2 separate regions of the Mus musculus genome follow, and region 2 is linked to region 1. A link is a contact called in public Hi-C data. All regions are on one chromosome and are shown on one strand. The core of a region is the stretch at or near the end of the contact, and the rest is flanking DNA. Distances in the headings are between cores, read along the strand shown.

Region 1 (6,047 bases), core at 2,391-4,890:
TCTTCCTATGGGGTTGTAAACTCCTTCAGCTCCTTCAGTCCTTTCTCTAACTCCTCCATTGTGGATCCCATGCTCAGTCCAATGGTTGGCTGAGAACATCCTCCTCTGTATTTGTCAGGCTCTGACAGAGCCTCTCAGGAGACAGCTATATCAGGCTCCTGTCAGCAAGTACTTCTTGGCATCCACAATAATGTCTGGGTTTGGTGTCTGTATGTGGGGTGGATTTCCAGGTGGGGGCAGTCTCTAGATGGCCTTTCCTTCAGTTTCTGCTCCACACTTTTTGTCTCTGAATTTCCTTTAGACAGGAGTCACAGCCTAGATTTATTGTGCACATGCCCAAAGGAAGGTGTGAATGGAAAAGTGTGCTCCAGGCATCTCACAGGCAAGCACAGCTGCATCCTAACAGTTGTCCAGCCAACAGCATTCCATGAGCTTGTCTTACGTGTTGGTGATGAACCCAGGGGCTCACACTTGCCAGGCCTGCCCCCAGTCCCATGAGTCCATTGCTATGTTAGCATCCTCCCCTCATCGCTGGTTATGAAACAGGACAATTCCAGTTAGGCTTGTCAATGAAGGTCTATAATACCAGAAACTCCAGAGAACAGCAAGTTCAAGGCCTACCTCGGCTACAAAGTGGGTTCAAGGCCAACTTCAGAGACTTACTGAGAGCTTGTCTTAAGAGAGCTGAGATATGTCACCTTAAGAGATATGTCCCTTCTGCCACATACCCAGTAGCTCAGTGGTGGTGGAACATTTTGCCCTAAAGAGAAACAGGGCAATCCCAACGTGTGTGTGTGCGTGTGCGTGTGTTCACTTGGCAAGCATATTTTTGTCTTTTCTGTCCCACAGGCAGCTGCTCTGCTGAGAACTTTGTTTATCCCCCTGTTTTCTCCACTGGTTACCAAATATACACCTTATGCGATACATTATTTTGTCTCTGTTTAAAGCTGCTACAGAAATGGAATGCTATCATATATATTCTTTTGTAACCTTTAACATTTTATTTCAACAGCTTTATTGGGACATAACTCATCTACCATATAGCTGTTTCATTTGAAATGTACATTTTATTGGAGCATAGTATACTCACATATTTGTACTTCCACAAGTAGTCACAGTGGCATACACCTGTAAATCCAGGACACAGGAAGCTACTGTAAATCCAGGACACAGGAAGCTAAGGAAGGGGGATTGGAAGTGCTCTGTGAGTCTGGGCTATATTAGACCAGTAAAGGAAAGAAGAAGGAAGAGAGAGAGGAAAGGAAGGAAGAAAGGAAGGAAGGAAGGGAAGAGAAGAAGAAAAGAGGAGGAAAAGAAGAAGGAGAAGAAGAAGAGGAAGAAGAGGAGGAGGAGGAGGTGGAGGTGGAGGAAGAGGAGGAGGAAGAGAGGATTAAGGCCAGCTAGTTGTCTCAGAAGATGAAAGTACCTGTCAATGAGTTCAGACCCTGGAACACATATGGTGGACTGAGAAAACCAGCAACCACAAAGCTATCCTCCAGCTGCTCGTGTGCCCAGCATGCACACACATGTACATGGGTAGTAAGTAAATACATATAAAATAAAATAAATAAAGACAAAGAAAGAAAGAAAGAAAGAAAGAAAGAAGGAAGGAAGGAAGGAAGGAAGGAAGGAAGGAAGGAAGAAAGAAAGAAAGAAAGAAAGAAAGAAAGAAAGAAAGAAAGAAAGAAAGAAAGAAAGAAAAGAAAGGGGAGTTCTGCCTACCTCCCATTCTGTACTCTAGCCCACCCCAGCCCTCAGCAGAGGTAGGCGTGGTGGCAGGAGCTTGAGGCTGCTGGCTATACTGCACCTGTGGTCAGTAAGCAGAGCATGAACAGGGCCGGGTGGGCCATGGACGTTCAAGGCCACACTCTAGTGACCCATTTTCTCTAGCAAGGCTCTAACTCCAAAAGGTTCTACAAGCTTTTAGATTTGTCAACACTGAGGACATTTCACATCTAGCCACCAGGGGAGTCGTGTAGTGCACAAGCAAGCACACACACACACACACACACGTGTGTGTGTGTGTGTGTGTGTGTGTGTGCACATGCCTGTGTGTGTATGTGACAGAGAAAGAGGAGAGGAGAGAAAGGGATGGAGGGAGGGAGGGAAAGACAGACAGAGAGCGAGAAAGAAAGAGAGAGCGTGCGCGAGAGAGAGCACATTGCAATTTCTTTTTACAAATCCATTGGCATGCAATCGATCATGGGGATCCACCCCATGACTTTATCTGATCCCAGTCACTTCCCAAGGCCCCTCTTCTGAGCACCATACTCAGGTTAAATTTCTACTGTGCCTCAGATAAAGGTAAATCATAATCAAAGGAGACAGGAAAGTCAACCCCTGGTCTCTACATACATGTTTACACACGTACCCGCACGCCTACCATACACACACCAAAATAAACATAAAAATAACAAACTTTACCCAGGTGTGTAAGTAGACTCCTGGTCTGCATTCACAGGTGGAGGGAGAGTAGCTGCGGGGTGGGAAGACGGGCTCTTCACTGAGGCTGGGGAGCCTGGCTAACAACAGCTTCAGGTCCCAGGGAGGCTGCAGAAGAGGGCTCTGTAAGAGCACCTAAGGTATTGGGCTTGTTTATGCCTCCTGTGTTGAGTTTAGTGTTGGACAGGGACCAAAAGAGACAAAGGAAAACCTAAAAAGGATGACACTACTCCGTTTTCAAGACCTTCTATAACCGCACTCTAATTCCAACCCTAACTGTAACCATATCCCTGACACCAGCCCCAATTTGGTTTTCCTTTTCATCTCTTTTAACAGTTTTGTTTGTTTGTTTGTTTGTTTGTTTTTCAAGGCAGGGTTTTTCTGTGTGGTCCTGCTGTCCTGGAACTTGTCTGTAGTTCCCCTGCAGAACCCCAGGCTCAGAGACCTGCCCACCTCTGCCTCCTGAGTGCTGGAACTAAAGGCTCTCACCACCACTGTCTGTTGTTTTGGGTTTTTGAGACAGGGTTTCACTGGCCTCAAACTAACTGTAATCCTCCTGTACAAGGGTTGGATTTACAGATGCAAACCCCTATCCTAGGCTTTTAAACCCTAATCCCAGGTCTGTGACAGCTTCAGTATCAATTCTGATTCTAATCCTAGCTCACTCTTCTTATTCTGCCCTCTCTACTAAACCATCCACCCTGCTGGGTAGGCTGGGTGGGTGCTGTCCACACCTCTGCCTCTCAGAGGCTGGGTTAACGGTATGTGGGTGGGGGCAGCTGGAAGGAATATCATCTCCACAGACCCGAGCCCACCGGCCTAAGAAAAAACCAGCAGAATTGTATGCTAAGCGGGAGAATGTCACTTCACCGACTTGGCCTTCACGCTGAGTTGAGACACAATTGTAGCAAATTGTGCTTATTTCATTTTTCTCTGGCTTGGATTTCACAGTTCTTGAATTCATCCTCTAAATGTATGTAAATTATCCATGCCAGTTCTGAATCCAGCAGTTTGGGTAAGGACTGTGATTTTTCTTAAGAGGACTGTAATTTTTGTGGGAGGGCTCTGTGCCACCTCCTACGGGCAGTGACTCTCCGGGCTGGGGTCCAATTGAAGATTCAAACGAGGCATGAAAGTGCATTAGCTAAATCCAAGGAACAGCGAACGTTCTGTAGCGAGTGGAAGAAAAGCAGCTGGTGATCTCTGTTCCACACAATTCAGGAAATGCTTTGGGATACATTCAACATTCTGGGAGCTTCACTGCCCCAGAAAGAGCATCACAGAACACGGAAGGGGGATGCAGGGCTGAGGATGCCAGGTCAGAGCAGGACGCACCTCTCACCCCCTTGACTCCCCATTCCGTGTTGCGGTAGAAGAAAGGTCTTCCTGCTGTGCATCTTGTGGAACTGACCCCCCCCCCTTGTTTGAGGCAGCACCCCATGAAGAAACAGTATGTAGTTCATAGAAATCTTGGGGCGTGAAATCTTGGGCAAGCATTACTGTAAGGTGGGAGCAGGGAAACTGAGTTAACTAGGACTGTTTGGGCAGCCAGGTAGAGGGGTTCTTGAGATGTTCTGGATGGACAGGTGTGGCTGGTGTGGGGGGAGGGGAGGACATCCTTTAAGCTTGAGGTTGGAGGCAGGTAATGGAGGACTGTCTGGGTTGGGCCGCAGTCTCAGGAAGATGTGACTCTCCAGGGCAGAGGATGAGAGGAAGCAGACAAGGGGTAGGTGGGTGGGTGGGACGGGGAATTCCCACATCTCTTCCTCTTTCTGCCAATGGCGGTTGGAACCAGCTCACGAAGAGCTGCCTTTTCCAGTGGTAAGTTGGTCCGTTGACATCTCTTTTGGTAGGAGTCTTTTTACCAGAGAAATGGGCAAGTACAACAGAGCAGACTGTTGTGTTTGTTCTCCGAGGAGCCAGCAAATTCAGTTCTCCGCTCTTCTTCCTGCTTCTCGTTGGTCAGAGAGCAAAGGAGCTTTGGGTGGTGACCTCTGTCATGGGGAAGAGGATGATAAGGACAACCAGCCTACTCATGCAACAAGAGCAGCTCCGGGGTCCTCTTCATACATCTCTTTTCAGCTCTGTGCTTTGTGTCCTCGTCAGTGTGGCTACCGTCACGTTTGTACTGTGAGTGCTCTCTGTGGAGCATACATGGGACATGAAACTCACTGCTTCAATCACTTCTTTTCTTTTCTTTTTTTGTTTTGTTTTGTTTTTTTTGGGGGGACAGGGTTTCTCTGTGTAGCCCTGGCTATCCTGGAACTCACTCTGTAGACCAGGCTGACCTCGAACTCAGAAATCCGCCTGTCTCTGCCTCCCAAGTGCTGGGATTAAAGGTGTGCGCCACCACTGCCCGGCCTGCTTCAATCACTTCTAAGTGTACATACAGTTCAACAGAACCGACTGTCTTACATTGCTGTGAAGCCATAGCCGCCACCTACCTCTGTAGCTTTCCTTCCCCATAACCATCACGCCCTCTACTTTGAGATATCCCAGGCTGGCCTGGAACACACTATCTAGCCAAGGATGACCTTGGCTCTCCTGCCTCTGTCTCTGATTGCCTCCACATCCAGTTCTAGCAGTCCCAGGGATGAACGCAGGACACCCAAGGTCTGCTACTGAGGTACAGCCCCAACCTCTCCAGAGTTCTTTTCTTCATGTAAAACTAAAACTCTTAGTCAGGCGTGGTGAACCATACCTGTAATCCTGGTACTCAGAAGGCTGAGACAGGAAGATGGGAGAGTCTGAGGTCAGCCTGGGCTACAGAGACGGCCTGACTTGGTGGTGTTTATTTAACCTAAGCACTTGGGTGGCAGAGGCAAACGTGCTGTCTGCCCGTGATGGAAACAGGGCATGACTGTATTTTGAATACTTGTTGTTTATGGCAGGGTAAGTCCTGTACATTGGCTGTCTCCCCGCTTCCTTTGTTTATCCTGGAGCTAGCAAATGGTCCCATTTAAACATTTGCTTGGTGTTCTGTGAACCACGCCTGGCTTTTTCTCCAGTTGTTCCTGCAGCTCTGGCAAATGCTTGATGGTTTTTCTTTCTTGACGGTGTTAGCTAACACGTGTTCCATTTATTCTTGTCCCTCTCTCTGATGCTCCAGACTGTCTGGTACCACAAGCCCTTGCATCGCTGACTAAATTCCTTACCCCTACAGAGGTCCCCAGTTTTTCTTAGGACAATGCATATTGAAGAACATTTTGCTGGAAATTTCTGAAAAATAAAATGCTGTATATCTCTTGAACATATACCTACTTGCTCTTCATTATTATTCCTTGAATCTAACATTCAAGCCTAGCGATTATTTACACAGCATTCTCATCATATCACGTATTAAAAGTAATTACAGACGACCTAAATCTACAAGAGGATATGGGTAGATTATCCAGATTCTATGGCAGTTGTTAGGATTTTTTTTGTCTTTGAAAAGGATCCTGGAAACAATCCCCAATGTAGTAGGCAACTTCCTGTCACTGCTGCAAAATGCCAGACACAAGTAACGTACGGGGAGGAGAGATTTCTTTTAGTGAATGGTTGCAGAGGTTTTTGTCTACGACTGTGTTGCTCTGGCCTGTAGTGAGGCAGCCCCTCATGACTGG
Region 2 (6,037 bases), core at 1,252-3,751, 260 kb before region 1:
GCAGACCGGTCAAAGCTCCCAGCGTGAACTTTGCTCGGCCTGATTCCTGGTTCTTCTGGGAGCTTGGTGCATCAAGCAATCATAGATGGGAGGCAATGATAACTTCAAAATGCAGAGAGGCAGTAAGCCTCTGGTCTCTGCACCTTGCTTCAGGGCATCTCTGGAGCCTAGAATGAGGAAGGGCCACTATCAGCTTGGTGTTCCTTTGGTCTTGGACTCTGTTAGGTTTAACAGGAAAGGAAAGATACACAAAGGCCCCTCCTTGGGGATCCCTGGGGCTAATAATGAGTAGTGAGAGAAACATCTCCGGAGTGCCTGGTCTCCTTCCACACCCAGTGACTCCTGTTCCTCGTGGCTTTGTATCTCATTTTACATGAAATCCTGGATTATATTCATGTGCATGTGCGAGTGCACACACACACACACACACACACACACCAGAATTCTTGTGAGCATCTGAGCGCCTGAAATATTCAGGAATCAGGGATAAATCAGAGCCCTTCTGTGGTCCCTGTGCCAGGCCTTGGAAACACATCACCGACCATCCCGGCTTCTTAGGAAGCGCAATCCCAGCACTCAGGAGGCAGAGGCAGGAGGATCTCTGTGAGTTTGAGGCTAGCCTGGTATACAGAGTTCCAGATCAGGTAGGGATACATAAAAAGACCTCCTCGCCTCAAAATAAAACAAAAACAAACAGGAAGGAGAGGAGGAGGAGGAGGAGTAGGAGGAGGAGGAGGACTTGTTGAAGATTTTCGAGTAGCTGACCCAGAGGATTCTATGCCCTCTTTAGCTTCCCTGGGCAGTAGGCATGCATGTAGTGTACAGACACATGAGCAACACACCCATACACTAAAATAAAATAAAATAAAATAAAATAAAATAAAATAAAATGAGTTTCTGACTCCAGGGAGCTGGACTTAGAGGCGACTATAAACCACCCAATGTGAAAGCCATTGAAAAAACAGATGTCTATACCCTAGTTGTTTCAGACAGAATAAAGATTTTCAAATAACTGAGTCAATAACCTGTTTTCAATTTAAATTAGTTAAATTTAAATTTTTTAGTTCCGACTGGGATGACAGCAACTCAGGAGACTGAGGCAGGCTGATCTTTCCATCGAGGCCAGCCTGATCTACAGAGAGTTTCAAGCTAGCTACACCTACGCATACTGTACCGTCACGCACTCCATAAGCAGAGGTGGCTGGCTGGTGGTTCCTTCAGGTGTTTTCCCCTGTCTCGCATCTCGCATGGAGACCTGTCTGACCAGTATCTGTTCCGCCCTACCCTTGGATGTCCAATGTGTGCATCAAACCCAGCATGCCCCAAACTGCCGTTCTGACTCCCACACCACCGGTGGAACCAGCAGGGCCAGTCTTCATCTTTGGGAGTGAGCCTGTGAGGCTGGCTTGCTCTTTCCCAACCACCCAGTCCCAACACTAAACACGTCTACACAGCTCTGTCCTGCTCCATCCTCTTCCTGCCTCTCCTCCCGTGAGCTTCCATGGCCATCTGCCCACATGTATGTTTCAATTCTGTCTTTTTTTTTTTTTTTTCAAGTTTTGGGAAAGAGGATTTTTGTGTTTGCTTTGTAGCGATAATTTGTTTGTTTAAGTCAAGGGCTCAGTACCTGGCTAACTTTACCTATGGGAGATCCTCTTCCCTCTGCCTCCAGAGTGCTGGAATTACAAGCTTCCCACCACATCGGCTTCAATAAATATTTTCAATGAATGATGACTTTCAGGTGGGAAAACACCTCCAACCAATCTAGAACAGGCGCCCTGTCCAGAGTTGTAAAAAAAAAAAAGGGTTTGGGAACTCCAGCCACCGTACGGGGAGTGAGCCTCCTGCGGAGGCACTGGGACCTGACTATCCGCAAGATGCAGGCATGGACTGACCACACAGCGCCCAAGCGGCCGGTGGGACGCTTCCTGATCCGTCCTCTCTTGGCGACTGGGAAAGAGAGAGGTGGCTTTGGCTACAACTGCTTCTGGGCCAGGTAATTCTAGAGAAAGGAATGACGCGCACCTATGGGCACCAGCTGCAGAGTTGTTTGGGTGCTCCTAAGTGACCAAAGGTCCCCGAAGCCCGATCCGGAGGAGGAGCTACGGCCGCTGCATACGGGCGGGGTGGCCCAGGGCGTGCGCGCTCCCGAGGAATGGCAATCGGGCGTCGCGGCTCCAACGCCTAATTTACCAAGGCGAGCCCAGCCCTGCCCTACGGTGTCTGTGACCTGCCCACCGAGTGGGTCCCCAACCAATGAACCTCAGCTCTCGTGAGCCACAGCTCCATGGGTCCCAAATGTCCCTGGCTCCTGTGGGTCCCAGGCTTCCCCGTCGCCTGCCCCGGCAGACAAGGAGGGGTCATTTACCGCGAAGACGAAAATCTTTCCAGGAAGTTTGTACCTATTAATATTGCTGTTCCTGGCAGCAGCTCTCCGCGCGGGGCGGGGGCAGGGCAGACCCTGCAGCTGCTTCTACCGCCTAGTGTCCGCCTCTGGCCCGGGACAAGGAGCGGAGGGCAGCTCTAGGTCCCCACGCCTACGGCGGGGGCAGGACCTGCTCGGATGCTCAAGGCGCCAGAGCCCAGCGGCTTGCCCGCGAGCAGCGCGCGGTGGGACCCGGAAGATCCCGAGGCCAAGGCGCAAACCAAGAGCTGGGACTCGGGAGGGGGAAGGGAGAGGGAAGAGAGGGATCCTTGCATCGGTTACCAGAGGCCGCTAGGCCGCGCCGTTCCCCCAAAAGAAAGCTGGTCCCGGAAGCAGGTATGCTCCTGCAGTGGGAGACCATGAGCCTCGGGGCCCTGGAGAGGTTGGGACCCTGGTTCTGACCTTGCTATGGTTTCACAGCCGCAAGGCGCTGCAGCAGAAATTTGATATTCGAAAGCTTGTGGCCTCCTCGCCACCACCTTGCAAGACTGTCTCCAGTCACAGACACAGACATTAGAGGTCGTAGTGTTGTTTTGTTACTCAGTGCAAGGCCTGGTGTGTACAACAGGATCTCTTAGAAAGAAGCACAGCTGTTTTCCTGCAGTAGCGGCCCCGGAACCACACGACCGGCAGCTCCAGCCCCAGACCACAGCTCGCTGGATTTTCAGAAGTTCCTTGGGCCAGAAGTGCCAGCCAGATCACTCTTTCTCTCAGGTCACATATGGTACATAAATCACTTTGCAAAAGAACCTTAATTTATGACTCTTTTGGGTGTTTATGTAGATAAGCAGTAATTTAGTCATCCCTGAAGTGGTGATCCCTGGACACCTCAAGTGTTAACTGTCCAGAGTATGAATTAAAGTCCCTGTGTCACACCGTCTCTTCCTCAGAATTCTAGAGTCCTCTGCAGGGTGCTCTGGTAATCATCTTCCTCCTCCTCCTCCTCCTCCTCCTCCTCCTCCTCCTCCTCCTCCTCCTCCTCCTCCTCCTCCTTCTTCTTTCCCGAGACAGGGTTTCTCTGTGTAGCCCTGGCTGTCCTGGAATTCACCCTGTAGACCAGGCTGGCCTCGAACTCAGAAATCCGCCTGCCTCTGCCTCCCAACGTGCTGGGATTAAAGGTGTGCACCACCACTGCCCCGCTCTGTTAATCTTCTTGCTCAGGATGACCAGGCCTATTCTGTGCAGGGACTCTGTCCAGCTCTGCGTGGAGGGCAGTGCCCACAAGTCACCAGTATTGAGACACGGAAGGACAGAGGTAAAGTATTTATTTCCTAATGTCCGCCTTCCAGCCTTCAGGGTCTCTTGGAAGCTCAGGGCCCATGTGGTTCTCCCAGATGGCTTGCACTAGCTTGACAGGGGACTGTGCCAGAATCTGGCGTCTTAAGGTAGGGTTCACCAACTAAATAGTTTTCCCTTAGCCCTTCCCCTTGGGGAAGTCGGGGGTGGGGATCCTCAAAGGCAAATCCAAAATGGAGTGTGAGACCCAACAGTGGTGGCCTCTCTTCTGCCTCCTCCGGATGCCTGATGTGGAGATCTCTCCTGGGCATTTCAGCCTCTCCCTGCAGACGCCAGCAGGAGATCCATTCTGGAAGCTTAAGCCCGCAAGCAGGGCTGCCTCTTCAGCTTCCAGCCTTGTCCAAAGCACTTGGCTTCTCGTTTCCTCCATACCCAGAAGGTACCACGAGAGGGAAAAGGTCCTGTGAGACTAATGCTCTGGATTCAGCTTGGGTGGGCCAGGCAACCCATCACCTTCCCTTTGGGCTGCAGAAACCTGTGAGGTTGCCTCGGGCAGATCCCTGGAACAAAGATTGGTAGCATCAGCTGTTTTACTGCAGAGCTAGGCACACAATCCTTGCTAAAAATAAACACAAAGGAAAACCCCAAAGCAGCTAAGCCTATTTTCATACCTTTTTTTTTTTTTTTCTTGTTCACTCTCTTTTGTCTTCTTGCTACTTGGTTGCTGATTTTCTCTTAGGGCCCCATCCTGAGTGTGGTCCTGGCACTATTCCAAGTCCTGGACATGAAGTCACGGACAGAAACAGAGGGGAGAAAGGGGGAGGGATCTAAGGACCATTTCTTTGAGTGTAATTTACATTAAGTGGGATGATGGACCCCCTTCAGAGACAAGGGGGACTGGGACAGGGGAGGACCTTAGGGAGAGGACCTCCCTCCCACTGTACAGCCAGCCCTTCTATGGGGAAAGGGCAGTTTGTCATGCACCAGATGAAGGAAGGGTTAGTGGATGGTGGGGCCCCATCCCAGAGCAGAGAACAAGCCTGTTACTCTGGGCCTCTGGGGCATCACCTCATCACTTCAGGTAGGAAAGGACTCAGATGTCTGTGAGGATATCTAGACTGAAACCAGTGCCCTCTCTTCCTGGGGACTGATCTGTCTCGCGAGCGTTGGATGAGGAGGAGCACTACTGCGGTAGTGCAGATCGTCTCTGCCAGCCTCTCCCCACTTCCTGAGCAGCTGGCGGGATAGGGGTGCACCTCTGGAAGGATGCTCTGTGTTAGGAACCTTGAACCTGGCTAGGAGGCAAGCCAATCCCACCCCTGGCCAGCTGGGGGCTCCTGGTAGCGGTAGCTCCCCTCCTGCAGGGACATGCGTTCACTTTTCTTGTCTGTCTCATTACTGCCGAGCCCACAGTGCCTTGGCACCTACCCCGGGAAGGCAGAAGTGAGGTTCTTCTCCCAGTGGGTGAACAGTTAACCCCAGCAATATCCTAGGTATTCCCAGGTATTCCCAGTATTCTAGGTAATAGCTGGAAGAGCACTGGTTAGCTAGGAGTGAAATGCTCAGCCTGGGCAGGGAGCTGGCGGGCAGAACTGGTCTCTAAGGGTCACAGAGGTCTCAGTTTCCCTCTGTGTCCCCTAATCTTCCTACAGTGGGTTCTTCGGCTGCCTCCCCAGACAGAACACTGCCCCATCAATCATTACCTTTGGGTCCCCCCTCCCCCAACACCAGCTTGTTCTCTCAAGGATTCCTGTGTTATGCTATTATGATTCTCCACTTTCCTTTTATATACTTCAGGATTTATAAAACTTTGGCGTGGGGGGCTAGAAAGATGGCTCAAGGGTTAAGAGCACTGGTTGCTCTTCTAGGAGACCTGGGTGCAATTCACAGCACCAACATGGCAGCTCCCAACTCTTCAGCTCCAGCTCCATGACCTCAGGCGCCCTCTTCTGGCCTCTTCAAGTACTGCATAGAGCTAGTACACAGATGTACATGCAGGCAAAGCTCCCGTACACATACAATAAAACAATTGTTCTTTTTCCTTGTTGTTGTTGTTATTATCTTGTTTTTTAAATTTTGCATGCATGTGCATTTTTTAAAAAGATTTATTTATTTATTTCATGTGTGTGAGTACACTGTTGCTGTCTTCAGACACACCAGAAGAGGGCATCATCGGATCCCATTACAGATGGTTGTGAGCCACCATGTGGTTGCTGGGAATTGAACCTCTGGAAGAGCAGTCAGTGTTCCTAACCACTGAGCCAACTCTCCGGCCCATTATCTTTTTTTTTAAAGACAGGACCTCTTGTTGCCCAGACACTCACTATATTTCTGACATTGGCCTTGAACTTTCGGTCCTCTTGGCTCTACCTCCCA

Evidence for each region. A called contact is a pair of places that touch in the nucleus more often than the background predicts.
Region 2: a Hi-C map of cerebral cortex shows a contact between it and region 1, with 4 times the contacts expected there. The contact joins the promoter of 2900024J01Rik here to the enhancer-like site in region 1. A contact is called at or near these places in 1 of 484 Hi-C or Micro-C datasets (cerebral cortex) and 3 of 115 datasets of contacts at active chromatin or transcription factors (bone marrow-derived macrophages, differentiating embryonic stem cells and embryonic stem cells).

What each region holds. Positions count from the first base shown.
Region 1 is chr1:180,517,889-180,523,935 of GRCm38.p6, reverse strand. No RefSeq gene overlaps it. Among named protein-coding and RNA genes, the nearest start is that of Stum, 37 kb to the right of the region's middle. Within about 2 kb of position 3,640, at least 30 of the 459 cell types and tissues checked have an H3K27ac peak or open chromatin away from gene starts, as enhancers often do. A contact at or near this core is called in cerebral cortex, where this site is marked.
Region 2 is chr1:180,774,425-180,780,461 of GRCm38.p6, reverse strand. It overlaps 2900024J01Rik (a long non-coding RNA gene), which reads right to left and starts at 2,501. Exons shown (of 3, transcript XR_373751.4): 1 at 2,403-2,501.